3 separate regions of the Mus musculus genome follow, and regions 2 and 3 are each linked to region 1. The links are chromatin contacts, called in public promoter capture Hi-C maps. All regions are on one chromosome and are shown on one strand. Each heading gives the region's core, a stretch centred on a gene start, on an enhancer-like site or on the middle of the called end of the contact. The rest is flanking DNA. Distances are from core to core; before and after follow the strand shown. Region 1 holds the start of Ncapd3 (non-SMC condensin II complex, subunit D3). Region 2 holds the start of Hyls1 (HYLS1, centriolar and ciliogenesis associated). Region 3 holds the start of Srpr (signal recognition particle receptor ('docking protein')).

Region 1 (4,892 bases), core at 1,384-3,883:
AGACCCTTTGTTACTTGTAGTTTCTCCTGACCATGTAGTTCTGCTTCATCATGGCTTCCTCCTCCTCTTCTGTCCTCTCTTCTTCCCGCACATTCTCTTCTTTCCACCTGCCCCCACTCTCAAAGAGCTCCTATCCCACCTTTTCCCTCCTCTGCCCAGGTTCTCTTGAGACCAGCAGAGTACTGACTCCCCCTTGGGGCCATGACCTCTTGAGGAAGCAGACTTAACATTAGAATTCAAACAACATTAGGATAACCCACAACAGGAACCACTGACTGAGAAAGACAACCACTCTAGGATTCCTCCAAGTCAGCCTCACTTTCAGTTTGGCCTTAGGCACATACTGCCAGATAGATAAGGGATTAACAAGCAAAGAAAAGATTCTAAACCTAGCGTGGAAAGCAAATGCATCAGTTTGCTGGAGCTACCTACAGAAGCTTAGGTGACTGCCAGGTGGCTGACTTACTTAAAAGCCCTATAGCTGCACAAGCGAATGCCACAACACTACACTGCTACCTCACCTCCTGCACACACACATCCCCTTCCCCAGGACCAGAGGCAGCTGGGAGGGGCAAAGGGGGGTGTCTGGAACATCTACTAGGGGTCTACCTCTATAATAGTCTCCTGTGGACAATCACAAAGGTTCTGATGTCATATTGTGCTTGGAGAAAGGACTTCCACACCTCCTCTTATATGGTAGGCCAATGGACTGGTCATCTATTTAGAAAACAAGTAGGAAAGGCCCAAAGAGCTGACACAAGCAAGCCTGTACCTTCAAAGGAGGCAATGCAGGGTGTACAGGAGACAGTGACTGACTGCATCAGTAAGCAGTTAGGGATTATCCTGAAATTGCCTTCCTTGGCTATGGGGACAAGAGGGGGCAATAGGCATGAAAGAGAAAACCCTCAGGTTTGTGATTTAACTGGCTCAACCAGCTGGCTTTGGGAATCTTGATTTCATTCGGACATCTAATGAAGTCTTCAAGAGAACTGTCTTAGTCAGGGTTTCTATTCCTGGACAAAAAGCATCATGATCAAGAAGCAGTTCGGGAGGAAAGGGTTTATTCAGCCTAAATTTCCACACTGCTGTTCATCACCAAAGGAAGTCAGGACTGGAACCCAAGCAAGTCAAAAAGCAGGAGCTGATGCAGAGGCCATGGAGGGATGTTCTTTACTGGCTTGCTTCTCCTGGCTTGCTCAGCCTGCTCTCTTATAGAACCAAGACTACCAGCCCAGAGATGACACCACCCATAAGGGGACCTCCCCACTTTATCACTAATTGAGAAAATGCCTTACAATTGGATCTCATGGAGGCATTTTCCCAACTGAGACTCCTTTCTCTGTGATAACTCCAGCCTGTGTCAAGCTGACACACAAAACCAGCCGGTACAAGAACCATCTAGCTGAATTTATGATCACAAATTCTAAGAAAAAAAAAATCAACCTGAACATTGAGATTGTCTGTTTAAAACCACCTGGGGAATAGACTTAGGACTCCAGCAAGACTAGGTAGAACAAAGGTGACAGATGGAGATAACTGAGGCACTAGCACTATTAAAGGCCAATTATTAGCTTTTCATGTTGCTGCTGCTATTGTTATTATCACTGAGACACTCCTATTATTATTGTTTTATTATTATTATTATTGAGACTGGTTTAAATTCATTTGTGTGGCCCAGGATGGTCTTGAACTCATGGCAATCCTCCAGCCTCGACCTCCCGCATGCTAGAACAGTTTAGCTCTCTTTTCTACCAATTACTCGTCTGGACTCAGATCCCACCGTAAGTTTGGCTGGCCTTCACCCGGGCAGATTGTCACAATCCTGGGGCTCACGGTCAGTGCAGAGACCAGGGCTTCCCCTTCCCCCACCCCTACCCCTACCCTCACCGAGACGCAAGCTTGGATACATTAGGCGGAACAAAACACCCCAAGCCCCGAACCCAGAACCCGCGGCTGCGTTTCCTCACCGAGGCTGAGACCCAGCGGACACCAAGGCTGCAAGTTTTCTCCAAGATCCTGCAGCGCCATTCCGACCGTGGACGTACCGGCTCGCCGTCGCTCCCGCGCGCGCTCTGAGACGTTTTGGCGGACCAGTCACAACGTTCGGGATTTACAATCGACCAATCACCGCGCTGAGCCGTGTTCGTAACCCAAGCCAATGGGCTGGGTCGCCCACTGCGTGCGCATAAGTGGGCGGGGCAAAGACTGGAAGTTAAACAAGGCTAGCGAGGACTTTTTCTTTTTCCCTTAGCATTCCAGTTAATGTTGGGGTCAGGACGTCACTAGTGTTTTTCTTACCGTCATATCGTTCTTACACGGCAGGGAACCTAGAGGCCAGCGGGGACAGCATACTTCCTGTAGTAGCGGTCACATTTGCCCCTTCCGGTGACACTGAGCGTGCATGGGAAAGGCACCTCATCCCGTCAGACAGCACGCAAGCGTTGCTCGTATTCAAATGTGAAGAGTAGCCTGGCGTTTATCAGGCTAAGAAGGAAGAGAAATGCAACCGGAATATTACAAGGAGGCACTTGCAGTGCTAGGACTTGACGGAACATCTGGGCCCGAGTTCTACTGGAGAGAGGCCAGAGCCGCCATGTAAACAAAGCGCCCTTTGGCACTGCACATGCGCAGATGAGCGCACCCCTTGACGGCCTGGAGGGGGTAGGGAAAGCGAGGGGGGGGGGGGGGAGAGAAGACGTGCGCGTGCGCGTGGCATCATCTTCGCATCCGGGCCGGAGTTCTCCTGCCCCTTCCCCCGCCCGGCGCCGCCGTAGCACTTCGGTGCGTTACGCCGCGGGAGTCCAGGCAGTTCTGTGTGTGCGGCTGGGCGCTGGACCCCACCCGGTGGGCGACGAGACGCGCGTGCTTGGCGCCTTTCCTCCCAGGGCCCTAGTCGCTGCACCGCCAGGATCTGCGTTGGTACTGTGTCTGGCCTCTCGGTGCATCGCTGCTCTGGGCGCCGCAACCCGCAGCCGACCTCCTTCCTCCGCCCTGCCTCACCCCAGGGGCGCAGGCCATCGGCGATCGCCCACCGCCCAGCTCAGAGCGAGCGGGGCTGCGGTGCAGCGTCCAGCGCGTTCCCGCAGCCGGCCCTCCGGCCTGCCTTCCCCGAAGGCAGCTCGCGCCTGGGAGGGAGGGAGCAGTCTGTGCCGACACCGGCGCGGCCAGGCGGGGAGATGAGCTTCTTCGGCTTCGGGCAGAGCGTGGAGGTGGAAATCTTGCTGAATGATGCGGAGAGTAGGAAGCGAGCGGAGCACAAGACTGAGGACGGGAAGAAGGAGAAATATTTCCTCTTCTACGACGGGGAAACCGTCTCGGGGAAAGTGAGCCTATCACTGAAGAACCCCAACAAGCGACTAGAGCACCAGGGCATCAAGATCGAGTTCATTGGGCAGATCGGTGAGTCTATTCCCTGGGACCTTCCCAAAACCGGGACGTCAGCCTGCCCCTGGACTCGAGTGTGGGACGGGCTGGGAGCAGAGATTTTCAGTGCCCAGCTCCTGCGAGGCCTGCGACAGGTTCTTTTCAACTGTAATCTAAAGCCTGAGATTCACCCACGAGTCCCGCCCGTGGGCGACTCCCCCATGCATTCATTACCTTCTTCCGTGCCAAAAGTGACAGCGTGCTGCTGGGGAGGTGGGGACAGCCTAGATAGGGTAGGGAGCCCTCTGCTGTATGGTCGGATGCTCACCTGGTGCTTGGATATCCCCATTGTCTCTGCAGTATGCTTCCAGCTTTGCTTCTAGTAACCGGGATTTCATAGTGTGGTAGACAGTATCCTGCAGGTGGGTTTGACAGCTACAGCTGTCAGATCCAATCCAAAGTTAAGCAGTGACCCCACCCACCTATCCATCATCCCTCCTCCCCCTTTAAAATACAGTGCAGTGGACCGGGCTCATAAATTCCGTCTATCTATCTCACCTCCATTCTGTATTACATTGCATGTGCATGTTTTGAATACCTGTAACCTGCCTCTTTCTGACTGCCTCTATTTCTCAAACTTCCTTAGTACCATGCTGGTATTTAGTTGTCTGATTTTCTCCTTAAAGTCAAAGAAGTGATGCTGCAAAGACTATAATTAAATGATCAAAAATTTGCAGTGCTCAATAGTCACCTTCAAATATTGTTAGTTCTAATAGAACTAGATAGACAAGGGAAGGCGGTAAAACAAAATATTTGGGGAGCCAGGTGAGAGGTGAGTTTGGTGGCACATGCCTTAAATTGCAGCACTTGGGAGGCTGAGACAGGTAGATCTCTGAGTTGAAGGCCAGCCTGGTTCACATAGTGAGTTCTAGGCCAGCTGCCATTGCATAGTGAGACCCTGTTTCAAAATAAAACAAAACCCCACGAAGATTTGGGGAGCTGCCCATCATGACTGGCTTGTCACCCAGTCTAAGTATTTGGAGTCTTTTGTGTCATCAAAGTGCTTGGGTACTTCAAAAAATAAAACATTCGTATCATGAAGTCACCAGTAGGTTGTGCCCTGTGGATAATGAACACCAATCAGAAAATCCCTACCCTGTATCCCCTACTGCACATATGGACACTGATTTTAGCCACTTGCTTGGGACAGCTTGCTAAGTTCACATGCTAAGAGTTGAGCATACATCTCATCTGTTTGTTCCCTTTTGCCAGGGCATCCCCTCACACAGTCGTGCCTTGCGGTATCGCTGTGTATCCCAAGGTGGATGAAGCCAGTCCTAGTAAAGAATCACAGGTCAGATTATATACATTATATCCATCCAAAGCACTCTATATAAGCATGATATATGAAGCAGTCAGTACTTGCCGACTGAGAATTGGCATTTTAAGTAGGAGTTTTAAAGTGACTACTACATCAGTACTTTTGCTCTGTAATACCAGTAAAAATAGGTATGTTTTGGTTTTTGTCT
Region 2 (4,892 bases), core at 680-3,179, 8.5 Mb before region 1:
ATCTGTCCTCCATTTCAGTGTCTCTATTAAGTCACAGCAACAGAATGCTAACACACACCTCAAATACAATGTGCTCAAAGCTTAACTCTACCTCACCCAAAAAAGTCTTTTTCCAGTATCTCCTGTTCGAGAAAAGAACATTCAGCTGCACCAGCCAGAAATCTATGAACTAAGAAACCACACTTGATCTCTCACACCTCAGCCTTATAAAATATGTGTTCTGGTCATAGACACAAAATATATCTGTCTTTCCCCTTCTTAATATCCTGGCCATTACCATCCTAGCCTACGTACCACAACCTATGCCTCGAATATGCAATTATGTCTCATTCAGATTTTACATAAAATTGTGCATTCCTCTAATCCATTATTCTCAAGGAAAGAAAATAATTTCAAGAATAAACCTGAGTATTTCATAGCATGCCCCAATTCTGCTTCAGATACCCAGTTCCATAGTTCTTTGGCTAAAGTCAGATTTGCTCCCATTGGCCTACATGACCTACCTCTTAAGCTCATCTCTACTGCCTACCTTTGTTCTGTTTCTCAAATCTGAGTCTGCCATCTGCCTACATCAAGGCCAGCCTGGGCTACATGGCAAGCTCCTAACTTTGAGGTATAGAAATGAAGCTGAATGTCCAAAAGTAGGTAAGAAAATGAATCATCTAACCTTGCTTAAGACACATTAGCTGGAGGTTCCATGCTAAAGGAAATTCCATACAAGCATTACATGAAAGCAGGATATTTGTCCTAAGAATGTGTGTAATAAAGTAGTGTCACATTGTCCATCAAGGGGTAGTCATTCAGTTTTCATAAATTCTTAACTGCCTCAGAGGTAGAGCAAGGGCCCTGATTAAAAAGCTAAGTAGGCAAGTGATAAGAGGCAGAGGCAGGTGGATTTCTGAGTTTGAGGCCAGCCTGGTCTACAAAGTAAATTCCAGGACAGCCAGGGATATACAGAGAAACCCTGTCTCAAAAAGCAAAAAAAAAAAAAAAAAACCTCAACAAAAAAAGAATTGTTTGGAAGATTTAAGCATTCTAGCATTTGAGGGGTGGGGGTACGTATGAGTGCTCTGTCTGATGAACACCCGCTCCCAGAAGAGAGCATAAGATCCCTTTATGAGCCAACCATGTGCAACTATGTGATTACTAGGAATTGAACTCAGGACCTATGGAAGAGCAACCCGTGCTCTTAACCCCAGAGCTATCTTAACAACCCAGCTTTCTATATATTAAGAAATAAACACCTATTTGTATTTGATGTAGAAAGTTAAAGTACGGGGGATGGGGGCCTCTTTTCCGATCTTACCCTCAGTAGTCCCCAAAGCACTAGGGTCCCTTTTTTTTTCTTTGTAAGTACACAAATCATTGTAAACGTCAGACATACATGTAATATTTTTATTATACTATTTTGTTAACAGTACGCTAGAAAAGGAGGGCAATAATAGTGCGTTCTGGAAGAGTGCATACCGTGCCGCGGGGACCGCTGCAGCTGGAATTGGTCGGGCGGTCCTATCGCGGGTTGCAGTGGAGACCGACTCACGAGCCGGGCCAGCCACGCCCCAGAACCCTCCCCTCCGCTACCCTCCGACGCCGCCGGCCACAGCCAAGAGCGGCTGCGGCACGGAGCAGGGCCAGCCCGTTGCCTAACCGCCAGACTAACACCCACACGACCAAGAAACAGATTCCGCGCCACGGTCCGGCGGGTTCCCACTTCAGCTCCACGCCCCAAACCCCGCTTCCGGGCCCGAGGTTGGGGAGGGCTTAGAGAAAATGTGCACCAATCGTTATGTAGACGTGGAGAACGTCTGGCCTCTGGACCAACGAGAGAGATGGTGGGCGGAGCCAAAGGCGTGGGCTCTCTTCGGGATTTAAACTTGAACAGCGGACCGTTAACGACTACGCTGAACGTGGAGGTGTCGTGCGCCTGCGCGAGTGGGAAACAGCGTTCCGGGGTGAGCCGCGACTGCTAGACCCTGGGCAGCGGCGGCCGAGGCTGGTGAGGATCACGGAGCCGGAGCGGTGGACCTTTCCTGGGACAGGGTGCAGCGGAGCCCACGCTCTTTCCCTCGGCCGCTGCGCGTGGATTCGCGTTTTCTTCCCTGCCAGGTTCTGGCGTTCAAGGTAAATCTCGGCAGCGTTGCTCGGGACGTCTTTAACTCGCAGCCCGAGCACAGGCCGCCCAAGCCCCTGCAGGTCACAATGTAATGTACACCTTGCCTGCGCCACTTTTGCCCGGTGGGCAAGCGAGTGGACAGAGCCCTCCCTGCCAGCATGGAAACGGGGACGGGTCCCTGGGGAAGTCGAGCTCACGGCACGCCCGTGGCCAGATGGTGCGACTGGTGGTGTTATTGTTGGAAGAGCAGGGAAGTAGCCTCAGGTTTGGGTTACACCTTCCGTGGATTCAAGTGTACAGCCGGCTTGCTTAGGATTTAGGATAGCAAGTAAAACTGAAGGAACCCCTCTGGGTGATCTTACCCCAGAAAGAGTGAGAAAACCCGTATAAAAACTATACAATACAAACAAAAATATCACTGTGCCCTTTCTTTCAAGTTGGCTAGGTTTTTTCAGTGTGCAGTGCTGATGAAAGTGAAAATAGAGGCACTCTAACGCGTGTGTTGAGGTAATAATCAGTTTTTCTAGAGAGCAGTTTGTCATTCAATTTAGAAGTTAAATTGCACCATAATTTCAGTTATAGCCAAATACAGGAATTTAAAGGGTTAAAAATCCCACCCCACCCCCCAGCCCTGAATCTTTTTACTGTAACTAGGTAATCCTGGAGCATTAAACTGTTTGAGGGTTTTTTGTTTTTAAGGGAAAGGTAATTTTAGTCACTATTACCCATATTTATCCTCGATATATAAGATGGCTTAGCTTGTGAGATCGTTGTAAGCAAAGGAACTGAGTATAACCTATAAACATGAGAAGTTGCATTTCACTTGTAAGCATCTACATATTTGAGGTGTAAAAATGAAGGGGACATAATTTGAACACAAAGGAACAGGACTTTATCACTGTAAGGATGCCATTAAAAATCATCTTGGCTTTAGTCTAAAATCACCCCAGGCCAACTCCAGAAGAGATATATACATGTCTCAATTAAACTTCAAAACCTTTTGAAGTAATTCCACTTTTTAAGTGAAGTAAGCTTTATTCCCTACTTTACATTTTTCTAACATTCAGTCCTACTTTGGAGTTTGTATAAATATTCTCTCTCTGAAGTAATTTTGTAAAAATACCTTTAGGAGCTTCTCATTGACTGCTTCTGTGATGACAACCAAGAAGCTAACTGAACCCATTTTCTTTTATATTCATCCCCAGACAACCTCTTAAGAGGATTTGCCTCAGCCTTGAACTCTTGCTTCTATAGACTCCAGAGTGTAACTAACACCCTTCAGTTAGGGCTCCCCCACCCCACTCCTGCCCCAATGTACTGTGCTTTAGAAATGACTTTTTAAATAAGAATGTTTCTTAAAGTCAGTTTTTCTTTTCTAGGTTTCCTTTTTGTTAACTCAAATACAGCCAGTCAAGGAAAAACAAAATAAGGTAAGAAACTGCTCTGAGGCTCAGAGTTGGGATCCCAGTGCCCAATGGACGCCTTACAAATACCTCGAATTTCAGCTCCAAGGACTCAAAAGATGCCTTCTCCTGACCTCCATGAACACTTGAACTCACACACACACACACACAAAACTCTTCAGAATTTTAAAAATTCAAAGACAAAGCAGTCCTTTTTAAGACTGTTCCATGACAAGTGACTTGTGTCACTGCTTTCCTGGCTCCTCTGCTGGGCCGTGAAAGTTAGTACTGTGCTGTACACTTCTGCACAAGTTACTCACCCATCTTATGCTCTTTGATCTTCTAAACTGGAACTCTTTCCTGAAATCTTCAATTCTCTACCATCCTCCAACGCTAGGAGCCCTAGCATTTAGGCAGCACCAGAATACTGTAAATACTGTGTGTTCTTACATGTTCCTTTAGTTAGCAGTTTCAGGATATGGTGTGTTTTGGGTCTTGAACTTCGGTTTTATTTGTTTAATAAATCTGCATAACGCTACTATAGTGACAGGTGACTAAGGTAGAAACCTAAGTTATTTTGCTAAGGTTACTTTGCTAAGTTACTTTGCAATGAGTTAAGAATTGTGTATGCTTCAGTACATATTAGCATTTATAAATATTAGTAATACTTTTCCTACATAATTTCTTTTAAAATTTCTCTGTGGTTCTAGAAAATAATGAATGTGACACACTGCTTACCCAAATTAACTTTTTGTCAATTTCCAGCCATACTAAGTATTTTGCTAATTTCCAACCCTTTAGGAAACTTGTATTTTCCACCTTGGGTTCAAAGCTTTTTCATGTGTGGTTGTTGAGAAAGGGTTTCTAATAGCCCAGGTTGGCCTTCAAGTCACTGTGTGGTGAAAACTTTGAACTTAGATTCTGTCTCCACCCAAAGGCTGGGAGTATAGGTGTTTGCCTCCACACCTTGAGACTCAAAACTTTTTTCTTTCTTCTGTCTCAAGTTCTGCAAAGTTGAACCTTCCAGAACTTGGTCAACAAGAAACAAAAATGTTTTCACAACTCTAAAGGGTCCTAAGATGAGTTCAATATATCATTTTATTCAGAACCTAAAAGTTTTTACTCCTACCCTTACTAAAAAGTTTCTCTGCCTCTGTACTTAGCTGCCTCGTTAAAACATGTTGTACAGCCTTGAGTTAGGTGGATGCTGGGTAGCTTCATGCCTGGCACAGAATGCATCTATCTATCTTTAGTTGATGAATTCTTAGGAAGTAAGACACTTTGGCAAAGATCTTTGAGATTATTAGTTATCACATTTGCCTTGAAAAAGAACAAATATACTTGTAGACCAGACTTTAATGGATTTGAACACAAGG
Region 3 (4,892 bases), core at 788-3,287, 8.2 Mb before region 1:
CTTCCTACGGATCAGCTCCTCTTTGGAAAGTTCTCCATTCTCAGGTCCCGCTGAGAGACCTGACTTTTCTGCAGGGGCTGTTTTGCTAGTAGCCAAAGTGCCATCAGAACCTGTTAAAAGAAACCTCACTGGAGGAAAAGAAACATAAATCCCAACCACCCAGGTAATAACTACAGTTCTTCCAAATCCTAAAGAGCAACTTGGACCAAACACCTTGGAGACTACAATGCCTCAAGGGAGTGATAGGGTGGTGAGCATTAAGTTAAAGGAGGCTAGCAATGTCAAAGAGTACCACAGAGTTTTATAATACTATGCTAACATCTTGTATGCCCTAGCAGGGTCAGGAAACTCAAACACACCTTCCTTTTTGGCCCCCCTTTTTTTGTTGTTTTTTGCTTTTTCCTTGGTCTTTTCCCCCCGTGTTTCAATCATGGACCTCACAGGTTTCTTAGCTTTTTCAGAATCTTCAAATTTCTTCATGGTAGTGGGAGCACGGATCTTACTGCTCTCCTCTGCTTCACTAAAGAGAAAAGAGACTAGTTGGTCTTTCTACCCATACAAGAGGACAACTCTGACTTAAGAAAAAGATCCCACATATCAAAAGGACTATAAGAAACAAGCTACAAAATGTGACTGGTTTGAACCCATGTAAATATTGATGCGCCACCGACAGGCAGGCACTCTTAAATCATGAAAATTTTCCCTTTGAACGGAGGAAAGCCTCTCACCGAAGGAGCCGCAGGAAGTCATTTTGGAAATCAAATGTGCCATTCAATAGACTTAAAGCACTCTGTTGTTGGATCTCTGTGCGATACTTATCCCGGAACAGTCGGTGCACATCATCTATCAACTTGTCTACATAGGTCAGCGTGAGGATCTTCTGAAAGCCAACCTGTTTATGGAAGGAGACGGAGCCAATAGATCTCCTTACATGCCAGCCCAGAATGGAAGGAAGCCAACTCAACCCAAGCCTCCAGAGATAGGTTTCCTGCCCCGGGAGAGCCAAGCTTACAATCTTACCCAGAAGTCGCTTGCTTTCTCCCCTCCACATTCCTAACTTTTTTCTATCACTTTATCACATACACAATACCCACAATTAATTAGGTTCATCAGTGGGGATGCTGTTGAGAACATAACTTGTCTTTCTAACATACCCCCACTTACCACAAACACCAGCTCAAACTGGTTGTCCAGTTTATACTTGAGTGTGAGAGCCTCATGAGTGAAAGAGTTGTTACCGCCCCGTTCCTGGAAAAAGAGCGTTTCAGCAGTCAGGCTACATCCACAGCAAAACCAGACTTTGGACTACGTTTGGGAAATAACCAGATATAATCCTGCCCTCAACAAGGGAGTTCTGGGACATTTCTAGCACCCCGTGAGAAAAAAAGACAGACAGACAGACACCAGGTAAGGACAAGGGGTAAAGCTGGGACAGGAGACAGGACACGTGGGAGCCAGGAAGTAAACAGTCATATATAAACAATCAGATCTTCTAGCAGCTGTGAACCATCTACTGTTCCTGAAAGGTGTTCTCGCATCCACAGTTTCACCCAACGTCAAAACAGCAGAAAACCACGCTGCTCGGATGAGTGGAGAGGGAGTTCGAGTCCATTAGGACGCCAGAACGTGGCTAGAGCCCCGGAAACGGGAGGAGTGGGGGGCGTCGCAAAGTTTCGGGATACTGTGATCCAGGCAAGGAAGTCGATCCTGGGTGGCCGGTAACCGACCAGTTTGAGGAGATCAGAACGGAAAGTGCGGAGTGACTACTGGAAAGGGGACCACAGTCTGGGTCTGAGGGACGACAGCCCGGAGTTCTGCCCCGCGGGGGTGGTACCTGCAGCAGTACGGAACGAATCAACGCGTTGACGGGCCCGGTGCACGAGTCGCTCACGCCCTGGAAACACCAGAGCACAAGCCCGCCCTTCGAGAAGATGGTGAAGAAGTCAAGCATGACGGAAGCGGGAGAAGACTTGAGGCCGAGACCGGGGCCGGGAACTCGGGCCGCGTCCGCCGCCGCCGCTTCCTGCTGCGCCAAGCGCGGGACACGTCACACCAGCAGCCCCCGGAAACCGGTTCAGCCGCACTTCCGCTACGAGCCTCCGTGGTCCCGCCCCTTTCCCGCTCAGGGCGCGCGAGATGACGTAGACTCAAGCCTGACCAATAGCACACAGGGGCGGGACTCCAGAGGCGATAGCTCCCCTATAGCGTGGAGGGGTGGAGCCTGAAGAGCACTGCCGGCTAATCGGCGCGTTCGTGTCTATTCCCCGTGGCGCGGACCGATGACAGGAAGGACAGAGTCGGCTTGAGGGGAACCCACCTCAAGCTGAAAGAAGCCGGGCTCTAAGGCCATGTTTCGCAGAGCGCTGCGTCTTGGCTTGGGCCCGGGCCTCCCATACCGGGGGCTACGCACACGCAAAGGAGGCTTTACTCTGGGTAAAGCTGAGGGCAGCAGTGGTTCTGGGGAGCCCAAACCCTCCATAGATGTGACCTTCAAGGTTCGACCCCCTGCCTCGTGCGGGCGGGACAGCGAGTTAGCTGGGGGAAGGGGTAGGCTTGCCTACTAAAGGTCAAAGAGCCGAGGCAAGTGTATGGCTCTCAAGGAGGCACTTCCCAGTGGACAATGCCATATAAATGGAAGCTTGCTGGCGATGATGGATAAGGATAAGAAACCATTACAAAGGTGCCCGGCTTTAGAAGGCTGTGCAGTATGAAGTATACTAGGGACTCGTTCCCTGGGCCTGGCATATCTGAGAATGGGGTTCAGGAGGGAGAGAGATCTGCAAGAGCTAAATAATGTGAGTCACATCTCGCTTGATGGGGAAACAGAAAGTAATTTCAGGAAGTTGAATCTTCCAGTGTTAGAGATCCATGATATTGGGGCCTGGTGGGACAAAGACCAAACAACAAAGTTCTAACAATACTGCTGCATATGAGTTGATCTTATGAGAAAGGATGACATTGGAGGTGTGGCAATCCAAATGCCTATTTCAGCCCCCCTTTTCCTGTACCCATCCTCCAACCCCCAACCACGCAGAAAAGAACATAAGTCATCTAACTGTAACTATGTCCTGCAGACTGGGATGCAAAGGTGTCTGACTTTAAGAAGAAGGTTGATTCCATCCTGCCTGGAAAGAAATATGAAGTGCTGTATGACACCAGCCACCTGCCCCCAGAACAGGCGGATGTGGTCATCATAGGAGGTGGGATTCTTGGTCTGTCTGTGGCCTTTTGGCTGAAGAAGCTGGAGAGTAGAAGAGGTGCCATTCGGGTGCTGGTGGTGGAGCAGGACCACACGGTGAGGTCAGGGAGTAAGGGCAGTCATCTTATTGAGGACACAGACTGTGGCATTGAGGGCAGGGACTGTGCTTTGGACTTTGGAGCTTAAGAAATAGTTCCAGGCTCTTCCTCCCTCAACAAAGACCCGCAGCAATAACATTGTTTTGTTGGGGAAGGGGAAGAGACTTTGCTACTGTTGTTTAATCTCTTTGGAGATGGGGTTTCAATATATGGCTGAAGCTGGCCCTGAACTCAGCATTTTCCATTCTGTGCCTCCCAAGTGCTCCGATTACACGTGCTCCAGAACATTTACCCATACTTGCTCCTTGAAAAATGATTCCCCTTTGCATTTAAATGTATAACTGACAGCTTCCATTGCAGGATTCCATTATATATTACATCATGACAGTCTACGTCGGTTTTTCTTTTCACAGTATTCACGGGCTTCCTCCACAGGGCCTTCTGTGGGCGGGATTTGGCAGCAGTTTTCCGTGCCTGAGAATGTCCAGCTCTCACTCTTTTCAATCAACTTTCTCCGGAACATAAATGTATGTACAGTAAGATTTGAAGGCTGGGGTGGGAGTCCCTTCTTTAGCCCAGAGATCAGTAGCCTAGCTGGTAAGGGGAACCAAGGAGAAGAGTGTGTTTGAGGCAACAAGATATTGGGATCCTTGACTGTCTTCCAGTGTTGGTGCCTAGAGAAGGGTTTGTCCTGATCTGGGCCACTGCTCCTGGAGCTGTGGTGAGGCCAGGGAGGTTCCCTTTTGTCAGCCTCCTTGGAGAGCAGCTCTTTTTCTTTGCACTCAGGAGTACCTGGCTGTGGTGGATGCTCCTCCTGTGGAACTTCAGTTCAACCCTTCCGGCTGTCTCTTGCTAGCTTCAGAAAAGGATGCTGCCACCTTGGAAAACAATGTGAAAATGCAAAGGTGGGTGCCCAGCACTGCCCTGAGCTGCTTCTTGGCTTCACATACTTCACTGAGCTCTTATACCAAGTTAGAAATCGGGAAGCTGAAGGTCAAGTCATAAGAATCTCCTCATTAGTAGCTCTTATTATCAGGAAAAATGGGCCTATTTAACCTTCAAGGCCCCATGACGAGGACTATCGCCCAGTCGTGGACACTTAGCACCCATGTAAGATACTCCCAAACCTAACAAACCAGAATCTCTAGGGAGTGGCCAGGGTACTGGGCTTCTAACAAGAATCCTAATTTAGGGATCAGCAAATTCTATAAAGGGCCAGACAGTAAATATTTTAGGTTTTCTTGTCATTTTGTCTCTGTTTCAACTTTTCTGCTCTGCCATTATAGCACAAAAGTAGCCACAGACAAAAAACATAGAAATAATTGAGTGTGGTCCACAAATAAAAGTAGGCAGCAGGTTGGCCTTAGCACATTGAGCTTCACATCAATTAAGGGTTGAACATCTTTGTGATATGGTATGCACAGGCTCTCTTCTGATATGCTGTGAATCTCACTAGTGAAACCAGATAAATGTCTGCGGATGCTAACTCATTAATTAATTTAATCAGAACATCCCATTTTACATGTGGGGAAACTGGGACAAGATCTAGTAAAGCTGGCATTGAGCCTCAGTTTAAACTAGACACTGGCTCATAG

The links. Promoter capture Hi-C pulls out the DNA fragments that hold promoters and counts their contacts.
Region 2: a promoter capture Hi-C map of pre-B cells shows a contact between it and region 1. The contact joins the promoter of Hyls1 here to the promoter of Ncapd3 in region 1. A contact is called at or near these places in 1 of 39 promoter capture datasets (pre-B cells) and 2 of 484 Hi-C or Micro-C datasets (CD4 T cells and CD8 T cells).
Region 3: a contact with region 1 is called in a promoter capture Hi-C map of pre-B cells, with 3 times the contacts expected there. The contact joins the promoter of Srpr here to the promoter of Ncapd3 in region 1. A contact is called at or near these places in 2 of 39 promoter capture datasets (pre-B cells and second pharyngeal arch cranial neural crest) and 2 of 484 Hi-C or Micro-C datasets (CD4 T cells and CD8 T cells).

Annotation. Positions count from the first base shown.
Region 1 is chr9:27,027,906-27,032,797 of GRCm38.p6, reverse strand. It overlaps Ncapd3 (non-SMC condensin II complex, subunit D3), which reads right to left and starts at 2,633. Exons shown (of 36, transcript NM_178113.4): 1 at 2,299-2,633; 2 at 1,968-2,175. The coding sequence starts at 2,028. Vps26b (VPS26 retromer complex component B) reads left to right here and starts at 2,704. Exons shown (of 6, transcript NM_178027.4): 1 at 2,704-3,399. The coding sequence starts at 3,177.
Region 2 is chr9:35,567,106-35,571,997 of GRCm38.p6, reverse strand. Hyls1 (HYLS1, centriolar and ciliogenesis associated) reads left to right here and starts at 1,929. Exons shown (of 4, transcript NM_029762.1): 1 at 1,929-2,121; 2 at 3,493-3,543. It overlaps Pus3 (pseudouridine synthase 3), which reads right to left. Exons shown (of 5, transcript NM_023292.5): 5 at 4,597-4,892.
Region 3 is chr9:35,208,348-35,213,239 of GRCm38.p6, reverse strand. Srpr (signal recognition particle receptor ('docking protein')) reads right to left here and starts at 2,037. Exons shown (of 14, transcript NM_026130.1): 1 at 1,835-2,037; 2 at 1,165-1,248; 3 at 729-892; 4 at 360-520; 5 at 1-110. The coding sequence starts at 1,951. Foxred1 (FAD-dependent oxidoreductase domain containing 1) reads left to right here and starts at 2,185. Exons shown (of 11, transcript NM_001291448.1): 1 at 2,185-2,433; 2 at 3,075-3,295; 3 at 3,711-3,824; 4 at 4,084-4,202. The coding sequence starts at 2,349.